Linked DNA regions of Hordeum vulgare: region 2 is linked to region 1. A link is a contact called in public Hi-C data. All regions are on one chromosome and are shown on one strand. The core of a region is the stretch at or near the end of the contact, and the rest is flanking DNA. Distances in the headings are between cores, read along the strand shown.

Region 1 (7,023 bases), core at 2,520-5,019:
ACCGACCCCGACCAGACCACCACTGCCATTGACCGCACCCAAACGCAACTACGAGACATACAACACGATCACAACCGTGGGTTAGTGAGGGGCAAGGGTTGTCGGTGGTACCAAAGCCATTTCTTCCTTTTTATTAGTTGTTTTGTGTTAGTTGCAAATGCCCACACCAAACTGCCATTGCAACTCATATCCTCCAATCACAACTCCAAGGCATATAATGCGACCGCGGTCGGCGTTGGTCTAGAGGGCGACGCTTGTCGGCGGCAGCAGTGACTTTTCTTCCATTTTTTATGTTTCCTTTTTTGGTAGTAGTTGCAACCGCCCCAACAAGACTGCAACTGCAACTCATCGCACCCAAGCGTAACTTCAAGGCATACATTGCAACCGCAACCGGGTCTAGTCAAGGGGGCGCGAGGGTCGTCGGCGTAAGCAAAGCCTTTTCTTCATTTTTTAGGTTTTCTTTTTTTACTAGTTGTTGCAACCGCTCCGACTAGACCGCAATTACAACTCATCGCACCCAAGCGCACTGCGAGACATACAACACGACTGCAACCGTCCGGGGGGTGGTTGGGGGCGAGGGTTGTCGGTGGCAGCCAAGCATTTTCTTCCTTTTTTAGGTTTTGTTTATTTTGTAGTACTTGCGACCGCCCCGACCAGACCGCAACTGCAATGCATCGCACCCAAACAGAATTGCAAGGCATACACCACAACCGCAACCAGGCCGGTCGGGGGGCAAGGGTTGTTGGCGGTAGAAAAGCCTTTTATTCCTTTTTGTAGTAGTTGCTGCCGCCCCGACCAGACCACAACTACAACTCATCACACCCAAGCGCAACTGCGAGACATACAACGTGACCGCAACACAGGATGGGCGAGGGGGTGAGGGGAAATAGTTTTTGGTGGCAGCAAATCTTTTTTCTTCATTTTTGTTAGGTTTTTTGTAGTAGTTGCAACCGTCCCGACCTGACCGCAACTTTAACTCATCACACCCAAGCGCAACTGCAAGACATACAACGCGTCCGCAACCGGGAGTGGCCTGGTCTAGGGGCGTGAGGGTTGTCAGTGGTAACAAAGCCTTTTATTTCTTTTTTTAGGTTTTCTTTTTCATAGTTGTTGCAACTGCCCCAACCAGACCGCAACTGCAACTCATCGCACCCAAGCGCAATTGTGAGACATAGAACGCGATCGCAACCAGGGGTGGTCGGGAGGGCAAGGGTTGTCAACGGAAGCAAAGCCTTTTCTTCCCTTTTTAGGTTTTTTATAGTAGTTGCAACCACCCTGACCAGATCGCAACTACAACTCATCACACCCAAGCGCAATTGAAAGGCATATAGCGCGACCGCAACCGGGGTTGGTCGAGTGGGGGCAAGGGTTGTTGGCAGCAACAAAGTATTTTCTTTCTTTTTTGTAGTATTTGCATCCGCCGTGACCAGACCACAAATTACAATGCAATCGCAACCGGAGGTGGTCTGGGGGGCGCAAGGGTTGTTGGCGACAGCAAAGCCTTTTCTTCATTTTTTAAGTTTTATTTTTTTTGTAGTTGTTACACCCGCCCCGACCAGACGGCAACTGCAACTCATGGCACCCAAGCGCAACTGCGAGACATACAAGGCGACTTCAACTTGGGGGTGGGGTGGGGGGTTGGGGTCGAGGGTTCTCGGCGGTAGCCAAGCCTTTTCTTCCTTTTTTTTAGGTTTTGTTTATTTTGTAGAACTTGCAACCGTCCGACCAGACCGCAACTAGAACTCATCGCACCCAAGAGCAATTGCAAGGCATACATCGCGACAACAATCGGGGCTGGTCGGGGGGCGAGGGTTGTTGGCGGTAGAAAAGTCTTTCCTATTTTTTGTAGTAGTTGCAACCGCCCCGCCTAGACTGCAACTACAACTCTTCAAACCCAATCGCAACTGCGAGATATACAACGCGATCGGATAGGGATTATTTTTCCCACCTTGCTTTTTATCCTAGAAAATAGTACAACATATCAAATGTCAAATTCGTTTACATTTCGGGCCACTAAGGAGAATAGTACAACCAAAATTCAGCTATTCATTCAGATTTTTTTCCTTTTTTGCAGCCACTAACCTGAGAACCAACCAGGTAAGCTCTATTTGCATCAAAAATAGGTGCAACCAAAGCCTTGCTTCTAATGGGGATAAGTTGCGAGCAATGATAACGTGGTAGCGCCTTTTCCTTTGGAGTCATCGTCGAAGTTTCCTCCTCTCTAATAGTACTAGGTTATGGTTGCTCGTATTTTGGGTTGTCGTTGCAGCTGTTGGTGCGTCCAAACCCTTCCTCATGTTTTGACGGGGAGTCTTGAATGTTTTCTGGGCGAAAACTCTATTGATCGACGAGGGTCGATGCCGTCGATGACTCCTCTTGCGGGAGTCATGTTTCCTTCCAGAGGCATCTTCAAAAGTTTGTTCACTTCTCTCTGGGTAGCGGGCAAGTAGACGGTGGAGGTTGAGTTGACCGGTTGTGGTTTGGTCGGGGTTTTGCTTGATTGTTTGCAATTGTGTGGTTTTTGTCTAATTTTCCTTATAAACAAAGTCAAGTTCATTCTTCTTTATGAATTTGGAGGAGCATCCTGCCCTCTTGGTGAAGTTTTATAGAAAATAAATTAAAATGTTTTCAGCATCCTGCGATAAATTAGTTGTCATCAACGTGTCCTGTCTACTTGACTTATTGATGTTTTTCTTCACTTGTTTGTGTGCCAATGATTAGCGCCTATGTGCCCTCAAAATGGAAATACTTTCCCATCGGGGTTTCTTATGATGCAACCAGTCCATCAATGTGAAGTCTTAGGTTTGCCGTCACTGCATGCATTTTCCTCAATTTAATTTAGCTCTTCGGTATTGTTTGCTCAGTGCGAAGAGACATTCCTATCGACTACGAGATACCCGTGGTGATCTCGTCAATCTCAAAATGTTGTGTTGGTTCGATGTTTCGAAGAAGCTCATATGGGTAAGGTGTGTGTTCATGTGTTCATTGGGGTAATTTCTATGTGTATTTGAGCATTTCAATTGTATTGTATTCAATAAAAAAAGAAAATACTACTTCCCCATTTCATAATATAATGTGCATTGATTTTTGTGAAAGTCAACCTTCACAAAGTTTCGTCAAGATTATTGAAAAAAATTCTAGGTATACCATATTAAATTATATTTCATAACGGATCAAATTGTACTATTGATTTGGTATTCTAGACATTGACAATTTGTTCTACAAATTTGGTCAAAAATTTATAAGGTTGACATAAAAAATATCTAATGCACAATGTTGGGACGGAGAGTATGTACCACTTGGTCTACTGTATGCTCGATCTAGAGCTGTTTGCTGCTGCTTAACATGTTGTGCCGAACTTATTCTAGGAGTCGTGACATCACAGTAGCGAAAAGATGAATCCACCTTCTCCCAACTGCCAATTTTGATCCACTAGCTAACTTTCAAAGCGGAGTGAGTTCAAGTTCCCTCGCACTTCGGTCGCGAGTGACTAGTGACAAGAGCAGTAGTCCCCCTCGCAACTTGCTCGAGTGCAGATAGATAGATTGGTTACCTGTTGCTCTGGCCGGTGATAGTACAGCGTAGCAGCAGGCGTCTTGCCATGGACTGTCGGGCACGGGACACACAGTAGTCCTAGCACATCACGAGTAGCTTGTTGTTAGGGTTAGACGCTGCATTAAACATGATCGTCTGCTTCCTGTGTTAACTGTAGGCTCCCGTGACGTACAGATCGGAGTAGGGGAGACTTCTCCGGCGTCCGCCTTCCTGTATGTATAAAGCTGGGGCTACTCTAGCTCCTGTCGCCGGCCTATGATCAGCAGCGCATGCGGCTGCAGCGATGGACGACGTGATGCGAACGCAAAGCCAACTTTTATATTGGGAAAATGATGCTTGTCGACTGACTGCTGATCACGCGTCAGGATCGGCCGTCTCGTTGGTCTGTGCTACCTGCCCCTCGTGGTTAAAATGTGAAAAATAGCCACGATGCAGTACCACGCCCAACCACTCCTACCTTATCCTATAGGTGGCACCCATTTTCCTTTTGCAAACTAACGCAGATTCATTCTAGAAAACAGACACAAAAAATTGTTCGGTTTTAAAATTAGAACCGCAAGCAATACCGGACTGACGCTAGTTTTGGAGGTTCCCTCGAGCGAACGATTTGTTCGCTAAGGAATTAGGCGAGGAACAATTCAGCGAACGAGATATTCAGGGAACAATTCAGCGAACAAAAGTCAAAATGTCAGTTGTAGCAAAAATTCAACGAACTCGAGTTGCAATCAAGCATGGATGTAGTTTTCTGAATGAATAAAATGTAGCAAAATGACAAACCTTTGCATCAAATTTATATATGGTTACAGCAAATCTAAGAGAAAAAATATTACAAGGCTGTCTGACAGCGCGTGAGGGCCGCGAACGCCGGCCGAACGAGATACCCTTTCTCGAGCGTTCGCTTTAGTGGGGATCCAACGATTTCTTTTTGAGGCAAGATCCAGAAAAAAAAAATGAGGGAGACAAGATCCAAACGAGACGCCCTTTCTCGAGTGTTCACTTCAGCAGGGATCCAGCCATTGAGAAGCCCTTTCACAGAGGCCCAGATAACTGAATTTTTTAACAAAACAAATTGCGAACAATAAAGAAAATTATTATTTTATAGGGATAACATTTACAACTACCATGCTCTAATTTCTAAAAATTGCCATGCTATACTTTATAAAATTATCATCCTCTAATTTATAAATTTACAATGGTATAGTTAAATAAATGTGCCATGTTATCTGGAATAATAAATTCGCCATGCTGTAATTTATAAACAATTGGAATGGTCAGATGGCAACTTTAACAGAAAAAATATTTTCCCACGTCATGCAAAAAAAAGATAAAAATTATGGGTGATTAACATGGCAAACTAAGAAAATGTTGGCTTCTCTAAAAATCATACAATGTTTATAAAACTTCTATGATGCTCTCATGGCAAACTATATGCTGTAAAAAAATTGTGCTCATGAGAAGGTGGAAATTTGCCATGTCAATAAATCTGATTATACATAAAAATATATTTTACCATGCTATGTTAAATAGATTTCCCATAGTAAGTTCAATAGTTTTCTATGGTCCAAAAGAACAAATAGTTGTAAGACAAAGAACATTGCCATGGTCTAATTAATAGAAATTCCATGGTCTAAATAAAAAATTGTTATGCTACGTACAGTAGAACAACCATGATCTAACTAATAAAAGTTTCATGCTCTATATAATAAATTTGTCATTGTATGAATAACAAAATTGACATGCTATGTAACATAAAACTACCATCGCTTAATTAATAAATTGTACATTGTCTAATTCATAAATTTTTCAAGGTCTTTATAATAAAATTACCGTGTTGCTTCAATAAGACTACAAAGGCAATAAATTTTACATGCTCTTACTATTATAACTGCCATGCTACCTACAATAAAAATTGCATATGATAATTTTACGATTTGTTTCTCTAAAAACACATGCTAACTTTTGGGGATTTGTAATGGTTACATGGAAAAGTTAGCGATTTGTTTCTTTGAAAAGATGGAAAATTTAGGGATTGCCATGAACATATAGCAATTTTAGAGATTGTGTTCTCTAAAAACATGGTAACTTTTTGTAATTTAAAATGGATAAATAGATAAATTTAGGAGATTTGTTCTTTAACAAAGAAGGGAATTTAGTAGATACCATGGACACAAGGCAAATATAGGATGCTATTTTTTGGAAAAGATTGCAACAAATGGAATTTGCCATGGGCACAGGGAAAAATAAGATTTTTGCCATGCTATAGAAGAGAAATTTGCTATGTATTCAATGAAAGAGTGTGTCCCATAATATTCAGGTTAAACTTGAATGCCCGAGAAACATAACCATGCAATGAATTAGCTGACCAGTAGAAACATTTTGCCATGATGTGGTAAAACTAAAGGTTTTCTACTTTTCAAAATAAAATGAAATTTTGCCGTGTTCTAGAGAACACAATTTCCCTAAAATTGCCATGATGTAGGAGACAACTTTCACAAAAAGGTTATGTTTCGTAGATCATATTTTCATAAATATGCCATGATGTAGGAGACAATTTTTTTATATTTTTTCCACATGTAAAACGTGTGTAAAATGGTTTTTATGTATATAAAAAATACACAATGTGTATGAATAAGATAGATATCAAATTTTGTATTTAAGAAAGTATTGATCATGTATATAAAAATGTTCAACATGTATAAATATATATCTAATGCATATGAGAAATGTAGCTTTGTGTTGAAACAAACCTGAGCAAAACTGAAAAACAAAGAAAATAAATAAATAAATATTCGCTGAAAATTGTTAAAAGCAAAAAAACAAAAACTGAGAAAAAAACAAAAACTCCAAAATGTATTGAAATAAAACTCAAGAAACCAATGCAAAGGAAAGAAAGCTTATACGAAAAAACGATGAAGAAATAAAGAAACCCAAGGAAAAAAAAAGAAGAAAATAAAAAATAGAGAAAAAGAAAATTGAATCAAAGAAAAATCTAAGAAAGTATGAGCGTCCGAACGAAATGGGCTGGCACATTACTGTAGCATACAAGGAAATCCTCCAAGTGAGAGCTTCTTCCATCCTGCTATAGGCTGAGAGCTCCTAATTGCCACAAGGAAATCCTCCAAGTGGTTTTGGATTGTAACTCTATCAATGTGGAATGGAACTCCCTTTTTCCTCCCAACAAATGGGATGGACCATGCGACAGTTGACCAATCCACCAGTGATCATTGACAATTGACAATGGATAGTTTCTTGTTGACTTTAGCATAAACAAAAAAAATGGAGAAAAAGTTTAAGCATTCTTGAAAAAACTTTGAAAATTTCGGTAAACAAATTCAAAAAATTGGGAAAGTTCATGAAATCAGAAAAAAACATCACAAATTGAAAAAAGTTTAAACATTTCAAAAGATTTCAGGACTTGGAAAGTTCATAGTAATGAAATAAATCTTACGAATTTTATGAAAAAAAATT
Region 2 (6,645 bases), core at 3,428-5,927, 630 kb before region 1:
TGACAAAAAAAACGGTTCGTTCTGACTTAAAATTGAACTGCGGGTTAATTACCTGAAACTGCGAGGGCTTTTATGAAAAATGACCGACGACGGACGCCAGAAGCGCCGCGCGCTTTATTATTAGGGGAGATTAGTGAAGAAGATGCTCCAAGTTGTACTCCCTCCATTTCTTTTTACCCTGCGTATAAAATTTGATTGAAGTCAAACTATGTAAAGTTTGATCAAATTTATCTTAAAAATATTAACATTACTTCCTCCGTCCTAAAAATAAGTGTCCCAACCTTAATATATATTTATATTAAAGTCAATATAAAGTTGAGATACTTATTTTGGGACAGAAGGAGTACAATACAAAGGTTCTATAGTATGAAAATCAATTTTATGATGCACCTAATGATATTGATTTCATATTTCATGTTGTGACTGTTGATTTTTTTTCTTATTCAACTAGTAAAACTTTACGAAGTTTGATATTAGATAAATTTTATATGCAGACTAAAAAAACGGAAGGAGTACTACTCGTACTAGGGATCATTTTTTTTTTACGCTAGTAGTACTAGCGATCAGTTGCTTGTAGGTTAATTCCACCTCAGACTGGGAAATGATTGAGAGCGTGCGTATACATCATGACACCACTGATCCGTGGAATTAGGAGGACCAACTGATGGACCATCCATGCGCTACAGAACAGGCCGAGAGGATAAAGTTCCACATGCCCAAAATCCCGTGATTTGTGGTGCAAAAGGATTCCACGCCGCAATTTCATCGCTACACTACACGCCCTCGAACTCCAGCAGTATGCGCTAGCTACTTGGTGATCAACCGCGCTCTAGTCGAGATTGCCACCGACGTCGTGTACATAGGCTGCACATGCGACGCGCCAAATCACCGTTCGTCAGATCTCAAAGGTCGGAGAGCAGTGGCGGAGCTAGAAATTGAATATAACCACTGATAAAAGGTTAAATACACATATATTTATTTATAACAGTCAAACGTATACTGTATACTTCAGGTTTCGTCGATTGTTGGGGACAGGAGCAATGCTAGCCGCCGCACTGGACCGCACAGGGATCTGTAGGTATGCTCCTTGTGAGCCCGAGAGCCCACGTACGCCAGGCAAGAAGTCAAGCGGCCCAAACCTACAGCAAGCTGCAACAGCCACTGTCCACTAGCCCGTTTGCAACCACCGGGGACGACAGCCTCATTATTGTGCCCGGCCAACCCTCTCATGGCCGAGCTGGTACAGGCAAAAATAATGGACCCTCGGGTCGTCGGCCGGCCGACACAGTTTAGGCCGGATACCTCGGAGTTAGGACACTCTCATCGGTCCGGCCCCTGCACGCTGCACTGCAGCTGCGGCAGCTCCGAGTCCCAACAAAAGACCGACCGATCCCATCCGTCCCTTTTTCTACGTGCGCCAAAGGTGGTGCAATGCACACCAGTGATCGATCGACTAGTGAGCGTTTGGTGGTACCTGTTGCAGTGCTGAACCCATGTCCCCATGCATGCACGAACGAGAAAGCCCCCCTTGGGCACGTAGCACGACTATAGAAGCTTTCACTGAGCTGGAGATGCAGCGCCCGTGCCCAACGAAGCTGGAACCACCATTGCTTGCAGTTACAGAGCTACTACTACAATTATCTGCAACGATAGAATATCGTCCCTCCTTCTAGTTGCGCTGGAACAGGATTAGGCGGGGATTAACTCCTGCGGGTTTTATTAGAAAGAAAGAGGTTTGATTACGTACGTAGCTCCTAGCAGTACATGCAAGTCTGGGCGGCGGTCGCCAACCACTCCATCACCGTGCATGCAGCTGTAGATGTAGATAGATGCCCCTTGGAGGCCACACACAAGTATGACCAGCACGCGCGTCCCCGATCCAAGACTTCTCCGCCGATCGGGACGCCACACAGGTCCGGTCGCCGCCTTCCGTTGCCCGAAACGGCCGACCAGCTCGGCTTCGGCCCCACCGTAGTCCCTCGCGTGCACAATGTGAACTTGCACAACGCGCCGGCTCGGCAGAGACCAAAACACGAATAGACTCTAATTAAGCACGTACTAGAGGGTCTCCCTAGCTACATTGGTTAGACGCCAAGGCAGTCCCTCCTGAAGCACTGTCATTACGCGCGCCGCCTAATTAGAGGACAGGACACTTCTCAGGAAAACATCATCAGAGGGTAAACACATACTGGCGTCCAAACACCACGTAGCATGCCCTACAAAGCCGTGGGAATCGGGTTGCCGGATGCTGTCTGCTACTAGATCAGAATATCAGATCATTGGTCACGGCTAGGAGGAGTACCGGTGTCGTACCAGCAGCACGGCGTAACTGCCCCACGCACTCGGCCTTTTTAACCGTCTTTCACACAGACATGTCCTGACAGCGCCGGTCACACGCACAGCCAACAACCACCTTAACCTGCCCCGCTGCCACGCACTTTCCACTGGAAAGAAAGGACCGCGCGTGTGGCCGCTGTACGTGCGATCGGCCGAGCTAGCAGCCAGCGGCAGCAGGACAAGGAAGAAGCTTCCGTCCGTCCTGGTACATGCAGCAAGAACTCACTGACACACGTATCTGAGTGGAGCCGAGCCGTGAAAGCGCGCTCGTGCCCATTCAATTCCCGCTGGCTCCATTAATTTCCTCTCACCTTTTTTACCGGACCTCTGCCAGGCGACGCCATGGATGATGGACCGATGATTGGCAGCCTAAGATAGCTAGCGAGTGATTGAGCGAGCGAGCGGTACTGGGTGCTTGCACGGCGGGCCGATGGGCTGATGGATCGGGAGGAGGAGGATGCAGTTATTAATTGCCGTCCAACTTCTTTGCGGGTGTAGCGTACTCCTGTACACGGTACACCCCACACCATGGCTCGGCTGCGGGTGTCCTGCATGGACGGAGTGGCATTGGAACTGGCGTAGTTAAACCCGCAGTGCGTGTGTCAGTGCATGGCACAGATTTGTTACTCGTCCTGGATGTAGCTCGCACTTGACTGCCTGATGAGTAACCACGTACGTCCATCGATCATGGGCACGTCGTATCGTGCATTCACGCATGCTTTATTGTTGTGGAGTAGGACCGGTACTGTACTCCACTCCTCTTCTCCCTTGGGGAGTCTTTTCCTACTGCACTAGCTTGAGTGTCAGAAATCAGCCTTGATCATCAATTAATTTCTTAGTATGGTGAGTTATTTGTGATACTATAAAATTGGCAAATACAGTTTGATCCATGTTCAAACAATTTCATATGCTTGTCATTTCATCCATGTACTACAAGGAATTTATAGGAGTAGCCCTTAGCGACAAATGACAACCAGCTGAGTATATAGGAATAGCACTGAGCACTTAGGACATCTTCAACGTTAACCACTAAAACAGACACACAATGAGAGGAAATGTCCGGTCCTAAATATAAGTCTTTTTAAAGATTTCACTAAGAGACTACATACGGAACAAAATGAGCGAATCTACACTCTATAATATGTCTATATACATCCATATGTAGTTTCCTAGTAAAATCTCTTAAAAGACTTATATTTAGAAACGGAGGGAGTAGTTCGTTGGAACTTGAATGTCTAGACCAGCGTGCGGAAGTTTGAGAGATAGCATTAGATGGATGGCAAAAAGTGTCAAGATGCCCTTAGCAATAAGAGTGATTTCGAAAACCAAATGGGATTACCACAAAGAGCTGGACGGGTTGGATCCATGGCTCCGGCTCGTCTCTTGCAAATGAGGTCTCCCACGCCATAAATGAGGTCGCCAAGCGTGTAGGTGGGGGAGTTAATTACCGGGGTTACGTACTGGCAGGCAGCGGGGAGGGAGTGGTTACGTTGCCACTCGGCCACAGTTCACCGACAGCCCACCCCAGCAGCGCAACGGGGGGCCCCTCTTCCCTTCCCCCAGCAAGCTCTCGCCGGAGAGATCTTTGATCTTTCTTCTCTCCTTTGGTCTTTGTCTTTCCCTCTGGCTGGGCTGAGCTTTATCACTTGCTACACGCATGCTGTTACAGCTTCCAACCCCACTGCTCCAACCCCCTCCATGGATTACAGCCTTATACAGACAGAGTAGGGGATTGCTAGCTGAATTGCCTGCCCTTTAGGCACCACTACATATGTTGTATACTTGTATTCATATATGGTAGTCAGGTAGTCACTAATGTCACAACTTCCATAGGGAGTGGTGAATTTCAACCTGAAACTGGAGTTGTAACTTGTAGGTCCCGGAAGTAACCATGTCCCAGTAAGATGATGGATAGATTCGGTGTGTGTACTGCATGGTAGTGACACGAAATCTCTGAGAAGCTTAGAGTGGGTGACGCACATGACAGATTGACAGTACCCCAATGTCCTAGCGGAGTACAAGTGAAACAAGGACGGGCATGCATGGAAGCAGCCCAACCATCAACAGATACGTGGAACGCAAGGCACACGTACTCCCAGTCAGTTGAAGTTACTGCCACCCCGGCAAAATCCAATCGATCTCTCTCCCAGTCACACACATGCATACGCCATGTGGCCCTATGTGTATGTATGTATGTATGTATGTATGTATGTATGTATGTATGTATGTATGTATGCAAGCGTAGGTGTATACGCATCCGCCTATCCATCTTTCTATCTAACCACATTTAACGCTCTGCAAGTACAGGGGGGGTCCGAGGTGCAGTAGCTTATATTCACTGGGAGCAGCAGGGCCTTCGCTCCTCCCCACACTAGACTGCTCCGCCTCTCTTCCGTGGAGGAGGCCGGGCTCACACTCACTCACTCACTCACTCGCACTGCGCCACACTGCCTGCTGATCATTCCTTCCCTCCGCTCTGCCCGTCCTCCTCCCTGTCAGAGAGAGAATCTCGCTCGCTCTGCATTCCGCAGAGAAACATCATGGTACAGTCCAAGAAGAAGTTTCGCGGCGTCAGGCAGCGCCACTGGGGCTCCTGGGTCTCCGAGATCAGGCATCCTCTCCTGTAAGCCTCTCGCTAGCTCTCTCTCTCTCTATAGCTGCTACCCCTACTCTCCGGCCTACGACTCGTGTGGCTATCCCACCGTGTCCTGAGAGATAGATACATTGACTCTAGTTTGAATTGCCAACTGCTTTAAGGCTGCTTTCGTTGATTTTCTCTTGATGTGTTCAAAATGCATGCATGTATGTGTGTATGGTTTACAGGAAGAGGAGGGTGTGGTTGGGCACCTTTGAGACGGCGGAGGAGGCTGCGCGGGCGTACGATGAGGCTGCCATCCTGATGAGCGGGCGCAACGCCAAGACCAACTTCCCCGTACCGAGGAGTGCCAACGGGGAGATCATCGTCGCCCCAGCAGCAGCAGCACGGGACATTCGCGGTGGCGTTGGCTCGTCGTCCTCCGGGGCCGCCGGCGCCAGCAGCCTGTCACAGATCCTCAGCGCCAAGCTCCGCAAGTGCTGCAAGACACCGTCCCCGTCCCTCACCTGCCTCCGCCTCGACACCGAGAAGTCCCACATTGGCGTCTGGCAGAAGCGCGCGGGTGCCCGTGCCGACTCCAGCTGGGTCATGACCGTCGAGCTCAACAAGGAGCCGGCCGCAGCGGCACCACCAACGCCCAGCGACAGCACGGTGTCGGCGACTCCTTCCTCGTCCACGTCCACGTCCACAACGGGCTCCCCACCGGAGGCAATGGAGGACGAAGAGAGGATCGCGCTGCAGATGATAGAGGAGCTGCTGAGCAGGAGCAGCCCGGCTTCGCCGTCACATGGGCTGCTGCACGGTGAAGAAGGCAGCCTCCTCATCTGAAGAAAAATATTGCACGGTTAAGAAAGTGTGATCAGGTCACCATCCCAGATCAAGGATCTGGTAGGGTGGTTGGCGCACAAGCAGTTAAGATCATTGCTCCACATCGTAGGTACCAGCCGAGTATCTCTCCATTACGCACTACGTAAAATCAAGCTTAGGAAACGATTAATTACTACTGTGTATGTACGCGTGTGTGTGAAGCCCTGTGTATTTATAAATTAATCAAAGGCTTACTTGTATGTAACTAAGTATATGCCGTCACCGTCATGATAGTCACACTATGTATCAACATCATCAGACTATATAGTACTACATGATTACGTATATATCAATGATATCGCTTTCTAATAAATGTAATAAACACCTTGTAATGCAGTACTCTTGTGCATTTGATTTCCTTTGTTAGAGAACCTCAATGATATCGCTTTCTAATAAATGTAATAAACACCTTGTAATGCAGTACTCTTGTGCATTTGATTTCCTTTGTTAGAGAACCGATGATGTGTTGTTTTCAGCCAAGGTTTCTCATCACCAAAAGGATATCCGGAATATGGTGAGGTGATATTTGCAAACTCTTTAATTGACAAGACAATCGTCTGTAAGCACTGCTCATCCTAGTCCTGTAGTAGTAACCCTAATTAAGAATAAGGTTCCAAAATATGTGTATGGGCTGTCGTATGAATGCAAGCACAAAATTCTCAACATGTATGCGGTATGTTAGTACTACCTAAGACGTTTTGCGAAAACGTCTTACATTAGGGAACAGATGGTGTACTTTCTATAGCTGGAAGGAGTAACAATTGAAGAAAAGAGAGAGCATGCACCCCGAGTTTTCCTGTACACAATCTCAACTCCATTAGTGACCTCAAAGCAAGTGGTTAGCC

Evidence for each region. Hi-C and Micro-C count contacts between places; a contact is called where the count stands out from the background.
Region 2: a contact with region 1 is called in a Hi-C map of leaf, with 4 times the contacts expected there. The contact joins the promoter of LOC123411868 here to the enhancer-like site in region 1. A contact is called at or near these places in 2 of 6 Hi-C or Micro-C datasets (leaf and seedling).

What each region holds. Positions count from the first base shown.
Region 1 is chr7H:525,004,582-525,011,604 of MorexV3_pseudomolecules_assembly, reverse strand. No RefSeq gene overlaps it. Among protein-coding and RNA genes, the nearest start is that of LOC123412162, 85 kb to the left of the region's middle. Within about 2 kb of position 3,769, at least 2 of the 3 cell types and tissues checked have open chromatin away from gene starts, as enhancers often do. A contact at or near this core is called in leaf, where this site is marked.
Region 2 is chr7H:525,633,177-525,639,821 of MorexV3_pseudomolecules_assembly, reverse strand. LOC123411868 (ethylene-responsive transcription factor WIN1-like) reads left to right here and starts at 4,677. Exons shown (of 2, transcript XM_045104827.1): 1 at 4,677-4,960; 2 at 5,161-6,087. The coding sequence starts at 4,878. The coding sequence ends at 5,761. LOC123411870 (a long non-coding RNA gene) reads right to left here. Exons shown (of 5, transcript XR_006613346.1): 4 at 6,516-6,596; 5 at 5,668-5,757. It overlaps LOC123411869 (a long non-coding RNA gene), which reads right to left and starts at 5,271. Exons shown (of 3, transcript XR_006613345.1): 1 at 5,185-5,271; 2 at 53-178.